Regions from separate parts of the Callithrix jacchus genome. Here region 2 is linked to region 1. Evidence: chromatin contacts called from public Hi-C data. All regions are on one chromosome and are shown on one strand. Each heading gives the region's core, a stretch centred on a gene start, on an enhancer-like site or on the middle of the called end of the contact. The rest is flanking DNA. Distances are from core to core; before and after follow the strand shown.

Evidence for each region. Hi-C and Micro-C count contacts between places; a contact is called where the count stands out from the background.
Region 2: a Hi-C map of induced pluripotent stem cells shows a contact between it and region 1, with 4 times the contacts expected there. The contact joins two enhancer-like sites. A contact is called at or near these places in 3 of 3 Hi-C or Micro-C datasets (induced pluripotent stem cells and skeletal muscle).

The regions. Positions count from the first base shown.
Region 1 is chr14:40,046,419-40,052,264 of calJac240_pri, forward strand. The region is part of intron 2 of LOC103787887 (a long non-coding RNA gene); the gene reads left to right. Among named protein-coding and RNA genes, the nearest start is that of CYP26B1, 210 kb to the right of the region's middle. Within about 2 kb of position 2,768, at least 3 of the 16 cell types and tissues checked have an H3K27ac peak or open chromatin away from gene starts, as enhancers often do.
Region 2 is chr14:40,244,951-40,250,807 of calJac240_pri, forward strand. The region is part of intron 2 of CYP26B1 (cytochrome P450 family 26 subfamily B member 1); the gene reads right to left. Among named protein-coding and RNA genes, the nearest start is that of CYP26B1, 9.9 kb to the right of the region's middle. Within about 2 kb of position 2,426, at least 6 of the 16 cell types and tissues checked have an H3K27ac peak or open chromatin away from gene starts, as enhancers often do.

The DNA.
Region 1 (5,846 bases), core at 1,518-4,017:
GAAGGGTTCAGTAAGTTGCTCAAGGCCCCAGAGGCAGGAAATACTAGAACCTAGATTCTTACCAGGCAGTCTAAACCCAGGCCTAACTCTCTGTAGGTGTAAGAGCATAACTTAATCAATAGGCACATACTGCATTTCCACCATGCATTAAGCATTGCGCAGGGCTAGGGATTCAAAAGCGATCTAGACAACATCCTTGCTCCCAGGGTCCAGCCAGCCGATTGGGGTTTACAAATGTATGATTCTAAACCTCACAGTGATGGCAGTAGGTACATGCAGAGCAGCAGGTGGTGGGGCTGAGCGCTGACCAGAGTCCTCAAACCCAGACTCGAACCCTGGCTCCTCTACTTGCTGGCTGGGTGGCCTTGGGTATGTTCCTTGATGTCAGAGGGCCTCAGTTTGTTCATCCATCATTGGGTATAATATTGACCTCGTGGGGATGGAATGAGAACAGATGTGGAGAATGAGGCATGGAGTAGGTCATGTGCTTTGCTGAAATGACAGCAAATATCAAATACAAAAGGCAATGGGAGCCCAGAGGAGCAGCGCTTGAAGTGAGTTTCCAAGGCTGAGCAGTTTGGCTGACAGAGGAGGGTGAGGAGTCCAGCCTAGGAGGGGAACACTGACAAGTCATGGAGATTAATGGGCATGATGCCTGAGAAAGCACGAGGCGGGAGGAAAGGAGCTCAGTGAGAACCCTGGAATTCCATGGAGCCAGGCACTGCCGTGGGCTCAAGGGCTGGGAAGCATCACCTTCGGAGGGTTTCAAAACCAGCTGGATTTCAACAAGGAAGTAGATGCCACCGAGCATTCCATCAGCATGAGGTCATTCAACCAGATCTCATGCGCCTACTAAGTGCCAAGCATGCTTCTTGAGTTGGTCCAGCCTGGGCTTTTCTTCCTGCCCTGTAGGAGTGTCTCTGCAGCTGCTCACCACACTGTCTTCCCCTCAACGGGACCCAGCCTGCTCCAGCCCCTGCTCTGCCCAGAACATCTGTGAGCAACCTGGTTCTTGTCAGAAGTTTTTGACAAGCTCTGCAAAATCCACTCCTCTTGTGACTCCACCAGACATACCCCCAGGGGAAGAAGGGGCACCCCACCAGGGCAGGAGGTGGCAAGACAGCCTCTGCCCCCTAAGAGGGTGAGTCATTCAGGGAGGGTGCCTGTCTCAGGCATTGTGGAAGATGAGGAGTCTCATGTATCTGCAAACACAATGCCACCTGAGGGCTTGCAGAGCTGGAAGAAGCAGGGCCTCTGCCTCCTCTCTGCCTCCATTTCCAACTTCCAAGTCTTCAAAAGCGACAGCTAGGACATCCTCTGGCTCCCCTCCAGCCAAGCTGTGCCTCCCATACACACACCTCCCCCTGCTCCCTCCTTCTAGAGATAGGGCAGGAACGAAGGCCAGTGGCTCTTCAGGGTGAATGGGGGTTGATGCGAGGGTGCATCTGGCTCTGGTGCTATCTGCACGGATGTGCATTCCTTCCCTAGGCCCCCCACCCACACCCAGAAACATTATCATTCATTCCATCATACACACCGTGGGGGATGGGGGAGGCCATGACAGGTGGGTCAGGAGGGGAGGTGGGGATGGGGTATGTGGTCTTCTCCCAACCCCTCTCCCCCAAAAAAAGACAGATATGTCCCCTCTGAACATGCTGGGGGAGATTATTTTAACAAGCACTTTTGTACCAGGAAATCAGTGTGTTTAACCTAACAAGCAAAGAACAGCCCAGCGGGGCCCATAAATCTAGTTCCCACCTATTAATTTTACAGCCTACATAAAGCAGTGTTGAAGTCCAAAGTATATGTGACCTAAAAAGGCATTGCTCATTCTGACACATATACGACGTGGCCAGGACTCGAACCCTGACCCTGACCCTCACTCCAGGAAGCCAGCTCCCAAGCCTCACAGAGTGCAGAGGCTCATTCTGCAGAAACCCACCCGGGCTCCCTGTGGAAGAGCAGGACAGCTGGAGGCAACAACTGTGGAGAGGGCTGGAGGACATGGGCACCGCTGAGGCAGGTTAGAAAGGATGCCCTGCTAGAGACGCCAACTGCGCCCAGAACTGGCGTGTGCAGTTGTGCTGGTTGGTCACTTCCCAAAGGCACCCAGATGAGAGGACAAGTGGAGGCTGAAATCCAACCTGCACCCCATTTACCATGCCTGTCCCATGGGGGCAGGGCTGCTTCTGCCCAGAGAGGGGCCTTTTAAAAAAATCCATGCAAATGTACTACACAGATTGTCAGCTGCCTTGGATAAATCTTCCTCCCCATTCTGACTGTTTCAAATATTGACCCCTACCCAGTGACTCACTGTACTCTCAAAGCAATTACACAGCCCTCCCTCCAGGGAACTCCATGACCACTGTTGACAGCTACCATCAGTTCCATGGCATAACTCCCAATCCCAAGCATGATTTAATAGGGTCACCCACCACACAATACCACAACTGGGCTACTCTGGCCACCCATAGCAACTGCACATTGATCCCCACAAAGTTATTAGGACGAGAACAACCTCGAAGCTAGTCAGCTCAATCCCATTCTGACCCTGTAATAGAGGAAACAAGCTGAGGAACCTGAATCCCAGCTACGCACTTACTGTACCCCTGGCCACATGTGATTCGTTCCCCAAGCCCTAGTGCAGAGCGGTGCTCAGTGCTTGTTGTTTTGCCCCTTCAGACCCACGCCCCACCCTGCTCCACCCTGTCGGTACCCAGGAGGCACACCACCCCTCCCTGCCCTCTAGCTCAGCTGGGGTTCCCAAATTGAAGCCCCTACTGGTGAGCTAAGGCAGGGAACCCCCACTGCAGAGGCACGCGCTCTCCGTCCGGGCGTTTCCTTTATCTCCGGGAGTCCTGTGGAATTCATGCTCCACAGTCCATCTTTGTTAGCTTTACCACTGAAGTGTCTTTCTGGGGCTGGGTTCCTAGGAGGAGGCCTGAGACACAGGTGTGAGAGCAAGTCCTTGCACTTGGGCTGTGATCCCAGGAAACATCACCATGGGGCAGCGGCACTGTGAGCTGGTGAAGGAAGGAAGGAAGCCGCCTTGGGTAGATAAATGAGCAAGAGACTGCTGCCCGCAAGGCACTCAGCCAGGCTAAGGCGCCGAAGCCAGGGTATTTATCTACCAATTCCTGCCTGTCTTTGCGATGGGCTATCACTGGGCATTGGCTTCAGGCCCTTGTGGCTTGTCAGTGCAGACTGAGCCTGCTCTCCCAGCCAACACCCTCAGACAGAGTCACAGGTGCTGCAGCACAGAGCTGTCAGTGTATCAAGAAGTGTGAGGACCAAGGGTGTGTGGGCAGCAGCATTTGCTACATTGTTTTTGCCCAGATATTCAAGTAAGTTCGATCCTTGAATCCCCAGTTTCTGCATTCCCTAAGAAGCCCAGTTTGAGAAGTCTATTCAAGGACTTGCCACTCGAAACGAAGCCCTGACTCCATAAACTCCCTTTTTGCCAGTTCCTATGACCCATTCTCACCCTCGTGGTCCCACAGTGACCTGTAACCCCACTGCATGTGGAACCCTGGCCCAGGTCGTCAGCTCATTCTGACTCAGCCTCCAGGTTCTGCTCATGAGGCTTCCTTCCTCTAGGAGGCTTTCTTGGGAGACTCCTCATTCACTTTCCCTGACTTCATGCACACCCTAACCCTCCAACTGAGCCTCAAACACACACTACTTAATCCCCAAACACAGACTGTCTACTCCAAATCTGGCTGTACCCTGACCCACAAACCTATGAACACAATAAGCAAACTGCAAGCCCAGCTGCACCTTGAATCCTCAATCACAAGTGACCCCGAATCATGCTTATCCCTCAATTCCAACTATACACTGGTTTCATCCTTAACCATACACTGGCCCAAGACAGCCACACTGGAACATTTAGCCTGGGCACATGTTTCTCCCTGAACTCAGTCACACATGGCAATGCCCCAACCCCTAATACACATCGGCTCCCTGTCCCAGGCAACACACACGCACACCCTCTCAGTTCTAGAAGACACTGATCCACCGAACCCCAGCTCTGCCAGCTGCCCAGCCACAGGCTGACCCCAATCTCAATCATGGCCTGTCACTCCCATCTCCAGCCTCCCATGGATCCTACCCCCTAATTAGAGCCCCTGGCATAGACAACCCCCAAGTTAAATACTCACTGACTCCATGAGCCTTACCAAACAACGACCTCAATCCCAGCCAACACAAGACCTTAAAACAAGGCTACACTCGTAACCCCAGAACTTCTCCTCATACGCAGCCTTACCAAAGCTGACCCACCAGATTTAACCTTGGACTGACCCTCAGTGTCTTAAGCATACACTCATCTTCAAACCCCATTATCCATGCCCCAATCTCCAGCCCAAGCCTACCTAACAAAGACTTGCCAACCCCAAAGCCACATGTCACAGTAATGCTCAACCTGGTTGCAAGCAGAACACCCCAGGCCAAACCTCACTGCCCCTCCACTTAAAAAGTGGGTACTCTGATGGCAGCCCCAAGCCCTCTCACAGTTCCCTGATCCCGTAGCCACACTGAACTCCCAGCTACCCTGGGCCTTCAAGTCCTCTACACACCTCAACCCACCACGAAACATGCCCAGCCCAGCCTCGTTCAGTGCCCTTCAACCTCACCCACACCCCAAGGGAATTTCATTCCATTCTCACAGAGATGCCCCAAGCTGAACTGCGCCCTTCTTCGCTAGCACAGCATCACCCTAGGGACCCCGCGACCCACACAGGCCCACACACACAGGGATCATGTTCAAAGGGGGACATCTGCAGCCTCAGCATTCAGCAGCACCCCTCCTGGCTCCCGCCACCCTCCTTCGTATTCGTCTCCACAACTCAGGGAAGGCACCAGAAGCTGTTGGCCAGCAGCCCTGGGACAACCCAGTGACATTCTGCCTTTTGTCTGTACCACTCTCTCACTGTCAAGTTCCTCTCCAAAACACTGGCCTGTTCCATGCAGTGTAATTCCCTTGTTCCTGGTTCAGGTCCCCAGGACCGCCTTGGTAGGCTACACTGAGCTTGGTCGTGCTTGTCCACAGCCTGCAGGGCAGAGGGGTCCGGAGCCTGGCAGTTGTCCTGCTCAGTTGCCCACAGGTTTCATGATCTTGACTGGTCACTTCTCCTCTCTGGGTCTCATTTGATCCTGTGCATCGGAGGTCAGGACACTACTTCCTGCAGATCAGAACCCACCTTGCCCACCCAGCAATCTCTTATCCAAGGCTGCCTTTGCACTGCAATGGCAGAGGAGAGTAGTTTCAAAAGAAACTGCGTGGGGCTCAAAGCCGAAAAAGCTGGCAGCCCCCTACCCCGGCTTTGCATCCCCCTACCTTCCTTTTTGAGGGAGTAATCATACTGGAGTGTTCTCCATGTGAAGGCTTGGAGACAGGACACCCCTCTTCCTTCTCTGGGCTTCTCCAAGAAGATGCTCTTTAATAACGTGTTGATTATGCATTATGCTGATAATAAAACCTGTGATTTCCTGCCCCTTGCCCTGTGGAGGAGGGGCTGAAGGAAGACCACAGGGTCAGAGACAAGGCCTCAGGGGTTGGATAGCAATATTGGGATGCCCCAGCCTCTGTTTATTGTGGAGGTTCTTCCAACATTATTGCTTTTGTTTATTGAAACCCAACCCCAATGGCACTTAGCACCCTTGGCAGTGGGCCCAGACCTGCCCAGGCCCCAGCCTGCCAGTCCTGGCCAAGAAGGGAGGGGGGTAGGAGAGCACTGGCCAGGCCCCATTCTGGAGTCCTGTTTGCTTACAGCCTAAGGCGCCCCCCGCCGGCCCCCCTTCATAACTTCTTGCTTACAAGGCAGCATTTGGAGACAATTTCTCAT
Region 2 (5,857 bases), core at 1,176-3,675, 200 kb after region 1:
GCACAGGGAAGTAGGGACGGCCCTCGGGGGAAAGCCACTCCATGGATGGGGCAGCAAGAAAGCCTGAGACTAGACCTCAAACAGGACTTCCTCAGAACCAAAACTTATCACTTGCGGGAAACACCTACTGGGTGCAGATTCTAGGATTATTAACAGCTGTGCCATTAAAAGGCCTTCAGTGAGGCCAGGTCCAGAACCAGGGGGGTTGGGGGCAATGGCTTTCCACCCCCAAAGATCATAAAGACAAACAAAAGCCCTGTGAATTCCCAGCATCTTCCAGGGACACTGGAAGCGGCCAGTGAGTCCTATTTCTACCTCCCTGCCTTCCATCCTCCTGACTGGCTCTGCAGCCCCCTCGCCACCCCTCCTCACCCAGGTCTCCCAGCACAAGTTTTTCATGTGTGGAGGAGAGGGGAGGATGTTAAGTTTATTTACCAACAGCCCGTGGGTCTTACTTGCAAGCAGCAGCCTCCATCCCACCAGAGTTCAGATGAGAAGGGCGAGTGCCCCCTGCTACCAGCACCAAGCAAAGGCCGGGAGGGGAGGGACAAGCAGAAGAGGGAGCCCCCCACCCCACCCCATACAAACCACACACACGCGCTGCCCTCCCCCTCCTGCCCCCCAGACACAACCACCGCACAAACTGTAAATGTGAGAATTTCCCCTGCAGTCAGCTCAGGGAGGAAAGGTAACATTTTCCTGGCCTGGGCCCTGCATGGCTAATGGGAGGGCTGGTTTGCAGAAATAACAGTGCTGGCCCTTCAGTGGCCCAGTCAGACATTCACAATAGCACTTTCATTCCGAAATTCCCGGTGGAGGGAGGGAGGGAGGGAGGGCAGGAGGCCGGCAAGGGGCAGAGAGGCCTGCGCTGTTTGGGGCAGGCCTGCTACAAAGCGACAACTGAGAGGTAGAAGGATGATAGGAGGTTGCCTAGGTCAGCCTAGGCCCAGATGGGTCATTCACACCTTGCCCAGTTTTGGGGGTCACAGGGAATTTCCAGGGGACTCTAACTGCTGCCTCCTTTCAGAGTGATGTATAAAGGCAGTGCTTGTTTGCTTCAACCCCCAACCCTCGTGTCCTTAGGATTCCAGCTTCAGCCTTTGGGCAAATGAAGGGTCTTGGGAAAATGGGAGGGCGCCCTTACCCTGGAGCCCAGCACCAGCCAATGAAGCACCCCTTACAGACAGGAGAGAGCCACAAGGTGAGCAGACAACGGGGTGAGCAGACAGCCGTACATAGGAAGGGAAAGTGCATCAGGAAATGAGACAGAGGGCAGGAAAATCACTCTGCGGCCACCAGACCTCCATGGCGGGACAGGGAGTCCAGAGGTGGGACAGAGAGGGCCAGAGAGGTCATAGCTGACCCAGAGCCAGCCAGCCGAGGATGGACTAGGGGTTCTGTCATGGAGGGTGCAGGGTAGGGGCTGGCCAGGGCCCCCAGCACATGGGAGACCTGATCCAAAGACAGACGTGAGGAGTGGGGAAAAGGCAGAGGCCACGTCCACCAGGCCCAGCCAAAGTCGGAGTCAGTGGGCTCTTAGGTGCAGTGGGTGATGGAAAAGGGGCTGAGTTGTAACTGTGCATCATCCAGCAACTTACAGTGTGATCATGGCCGAATGGCCACCTGCTCCCCCAAGCCTCAGTTTCCTCATTTGTAAAACAGTGAGGTGGAGCCAGGTGACCTTTCAATCCACTGAGCACGTCAACATCTGCACCCACCTGCCCCTAAGCAGATGCTATCCCTTCAAAGTGGCCCAGAACTTGGCAATGCTCAAATTCCCTGGAGAGCGCCTTCCAGCCCCCACTCATACACCCAAAACCGACCATAATGTCCCGGGAGGGGCCATCCCAGGGTTTCAAAAGGGGGAGCATGGAGGGCCCCCACCTCACCCATGGACAAGCTCTGCCTTGCCCCATGGGTTCTGTTTCCTGCGCCCTCTAGCGATGGCCGGCTGAACTGCTCCTTCCCAGGCCTTGGGGGCCCTGGAGGGCAGGCAGGGACAGTTCAGGAAAAGAGAAGGCCCGAGGGGGACCTAGAACTGAGAGGAGGACTATGAGGACAGAGGTCCACACATGACCCCCGGGGGGAGGGGTCCATGGGCAAGGCCAGAAGCTGGAATCCTGGAAAAGCCATTGCCACCCAGCACCTGCAGGCCCCTGGGGCTGAGGCTTCTGGAAGAGAAGTGAAGGCAGTTCCAGGACTCTGTCTTTGCCACAGCTGACTTGCTGAGTGACAGCCAGCAGGCCGCTGTCCCTCCTGGAGCTGTTTCCCCACTGGGGTCACTAGAGACCCAACTGGCCCTTCTGAGGGCCTTTCCACTGGGCTGTCCATGACACTTCTCAGAGCCCACCGTGGGGTGGAGAATCCGCCCAAATAAGAAGCCCAGCAAAGGTGAACAGAGGGCACTCCAGCCCCAGGGGCTGGGTTCAGAGGCACCAGGTCCAGGCCCCTTCCTCTGGCCCAGCTGCTCCACAGGCATAGGGGCCTCCCCAGCCTGGGAAGCCTCCAGGGCCTCATCCCTGGGTCTGTGCCCAGGGGTAACAACACAGGCACTTCCGGAAGCTGGGGCAGCTCTGAAACCACCACCCGCTGCGAAGGACAGCGGAGGTGGAGGCGGAGGCCCAGGCTGCGGGCCTGCGTCAGGGAGGGCTGGGTCTGAGGCCGCAGCCTGCTAGGGTCAGGACTGGGGCATACTGGGAAGGTGCCAGGGAGCGGCTCTGAGTGAAGAGAGGAAGGGCTCGGGCCGCAGCTACTTCCCTGACCACAGGCATCGCAGGAGCCAGGCTGCTTTGTTTCCCTCTGGGGCTTCCCTCGGAATTCCCAAAAGTCAGCCAAGAAGGCCGGACAAAGGTCACCGAAAGCCAGCCCAGGCCCAGACCAAACCCTGCAGAGGGAGCGGCAGGTATGGCCTTCCCACCAGGGCTGGTGCGGGGGAGAGCGAGAGCACTGTCGCAGGAGCAGGAGCGCCTGTCCAGGTTTACCTGCTGCAGCCTCAGAGGCTTGGGCAGGAGGGAGGGCACTCGCTGGGAGGGATGGCCTTGGACAACTCCCCTGCCAAGCCCCCAAGGACACCACAGGCTCAGGAGTTCGCACCTTTGCTTCCCTCCTCCCTCTGGAGTGGGAGCTGATCCCACAAGGGTCTGGGGGCACCCCCAGGGGCTGGTGAAGGCTCAGATTCCCCATCAGTATTTCTACAAGTGCCTTCTCCCCGACCGGGTCTCTTCATCCCTCCCACCTCTCACCCAGTGCCCTGGTAGGGAGGTCGCTCTGTGAACCCCTATAGCCCTGCGTGCCACACTTGCTCAGCCACATAGCGCCCCCTTCTCTGCTGGTCGATGTGGACAGATGGACAAACGGATAGGCACAGAAGCCGGCAGAGCTGAAGCAGGGACCCACTGCCTGGGCCAGTGACTCAGACTGGGAGGAATGGAAGCGGCTGCCCAGGAGGGTGGGGGCCCGGGCAGGCCACCCGGCCAAGCCACCGGAGCCTCGGCCTGCGGAGTGGAAAGAATAACAGAGGGCAGGCCGCCGCTGAGGCAGCCGTCCGCACAGGGGTGACGCCAAGGTGTGTACTTTATATTCAGGCAAGGGGGGTGAGAGGACGTCATCTTCCCAGCTGCCTGGCATTTCCACTGGGCCTCAGCTTCACCCTGGCCCACTGGAAATGCCAGGCAGCTTCGCCCAGAATTGGAAATGTCCAATCCGGGTGTGTGGGGCTGGGCACACTCAGTCCCTCTGGTTGCAGGGAGGCTTGCCCAGATCCCCAACAGGCTCCAGCAGTTGGAGCAGAGTGCCTGCCCCCCATTTGACTCCAGCTGTGATTATCCTACCTGGAGACATGCCCCCCACTGCCCTAACTCTTCCACACAGCACAAGGTGGGCAAGACAAGAAAAGGAGGGCAGCACTTGGCAGATACCTGCAGAGCCACAGATTCTGAGACCTGCCCAGCTGCTCTTACCTCTCCTGCCTCCAGCCACCAGGAACCCCCACCTTAGAAAACTGTGGGTGGGGAGGGGCCCTCCCAAGGGGCCCTTCGAAGGCCACAGTGCAGAGCATGGCTGGTCACACCCACCAGAGGCCCTGAACTCCCTGCCTCCCACCACTCCAGATCCCACAGAGCTGCCCTCTGCCAGGCCTGGTGGGCTCTGAATTTATCCAAGGGTCCTGAAGGGGAACCTCCTCAGGGTGAGGTCCACTCTCAGGGTGAGGCCAGCTGTCCCCACCACGCTGGTGTGGTCCCAGCGTGTCTCAGGGCCCTGCAGCTGCTTCTTTTTAGGTCTAGGGGACCCAGAACAGATACAGCGACCATCATGGGAGGGCCAGGGCAGACCCCACCAAGCCTTCTCATTCCCCACCAAGGCCACCTTTGTCTTCCAAGGCTGGGAGAGTGAGCAAACACATCAGCATCACAGCCTTGGACCCCTCCCTGCCTTGGGAGAAGGACACAGAAAGGAGGGACAGAGGGAAGGGCTGGCCCCCCTGTCCAGGCCACCCACCCACCCACTGCCTGGCACAAGGGCATGCAGAGGGAGGCACCCATTCCCAGGCGCCCTGGCAGCTGACCGTGGGTTCCCTCCCCCACTGACCTTCAGATAAATCAGCTCCTGCCACCGCCCCCTCAGCAGCCCCTGTGCCCACCCACTGGTGCTACAGTAACTTTTGGGTAAAGGACTTGTGTTGGCAGAACAAAGGCGTCGTGCCTATGCCTGGGGGCTGGGGCAGATCTCTCAGCAGCAGAGCTGCCTGGCTGTGCCACTGGCCTTCCATCCAGCGCAGGCTGGACCTTCTGCCCTAAGCTGAGCCTGGTGGATATCACTGTAGCCAGAGGCTGTGCCTTGGTCCAGGGCCTTCTAGAGCCAGTGTGGGCTTGCCTTCCCCAGGACCCCACAACCATGGGTACTCCTGGCACCGCCTCCTGCCGAGGCATCTCCTGGCTTCTCCATTCAAACACAGACCCCAGCACAAGGTTCCAAGATGAGACCCAAAGGTCAGGGATGGTGGGTGGACAGGCAGGGTTTCTTGACCCCTACCTCCAAAGCCTAGTCCCCCACCTCGGCTTCAGGCCCAGAAGGCCCTGTAGGCAGGGGTTTGTGTAGAAGGGGCAAGACTACTACTCCTGAGGTCTCCCCAGTCCAGGGGCTCCAAGGCTAAGTCCCTCCCTGAAATACTCTCCAAGTTCCCTGAGGGTAACTCCAGGCCACTGTTCAGGGGTGCCCTGAAGCTGCTGGGTTCTTGATGCATAGAGGTCCAGTCCTATCTCCAAAGGAAAAGAGGACAGGCCCAATCCTGGCTGGGCATAAGAAGCTTCTAGAATGATTCCCTAGCTCCTTCTCCATGTTTTGGACAACTGTCTCACCCTCACCTTCATAACCAGACTCCCATCTGCTCTTCTAGGGCAATACTGCATGCTCTCTATACACAAAGTGAGATGGGGTCCCTCCCCTATCCATCAGAGACACCCCAGGCCCTGGGCAGGGGAGGGGTAACCCAGGAGCAGGGAGGGATTCTGAGGCTCTGGCTGCAAGGACACAGGCCTGGCTTCCAGAGATGATTCTGGTAGACTGGGCAAGACTTTCTGGGCTTTTTCCTTGGCAACCCCACCCACCCCTGCTGGCCCGAGACCACCAGGGCAGCCAGGGCAAACACCTGGAGCACAGTGATGGCAGCAAGAAGCCCCCTCCAACACATCTGGTCAGACCTCCCAGAGGCGGAGTGGGCCACCAGCCCCAGTGGAAACAGTGACGCTCCAGTTCCCCACCAGCTGGGCCCCAGCACACCTGGGCCCCACTTCCCGCACGTACCTCCTAACCAGGCCAGTCCTGGCCCAGCAGCCCACACTGCAGCCAAGCCCCTGAC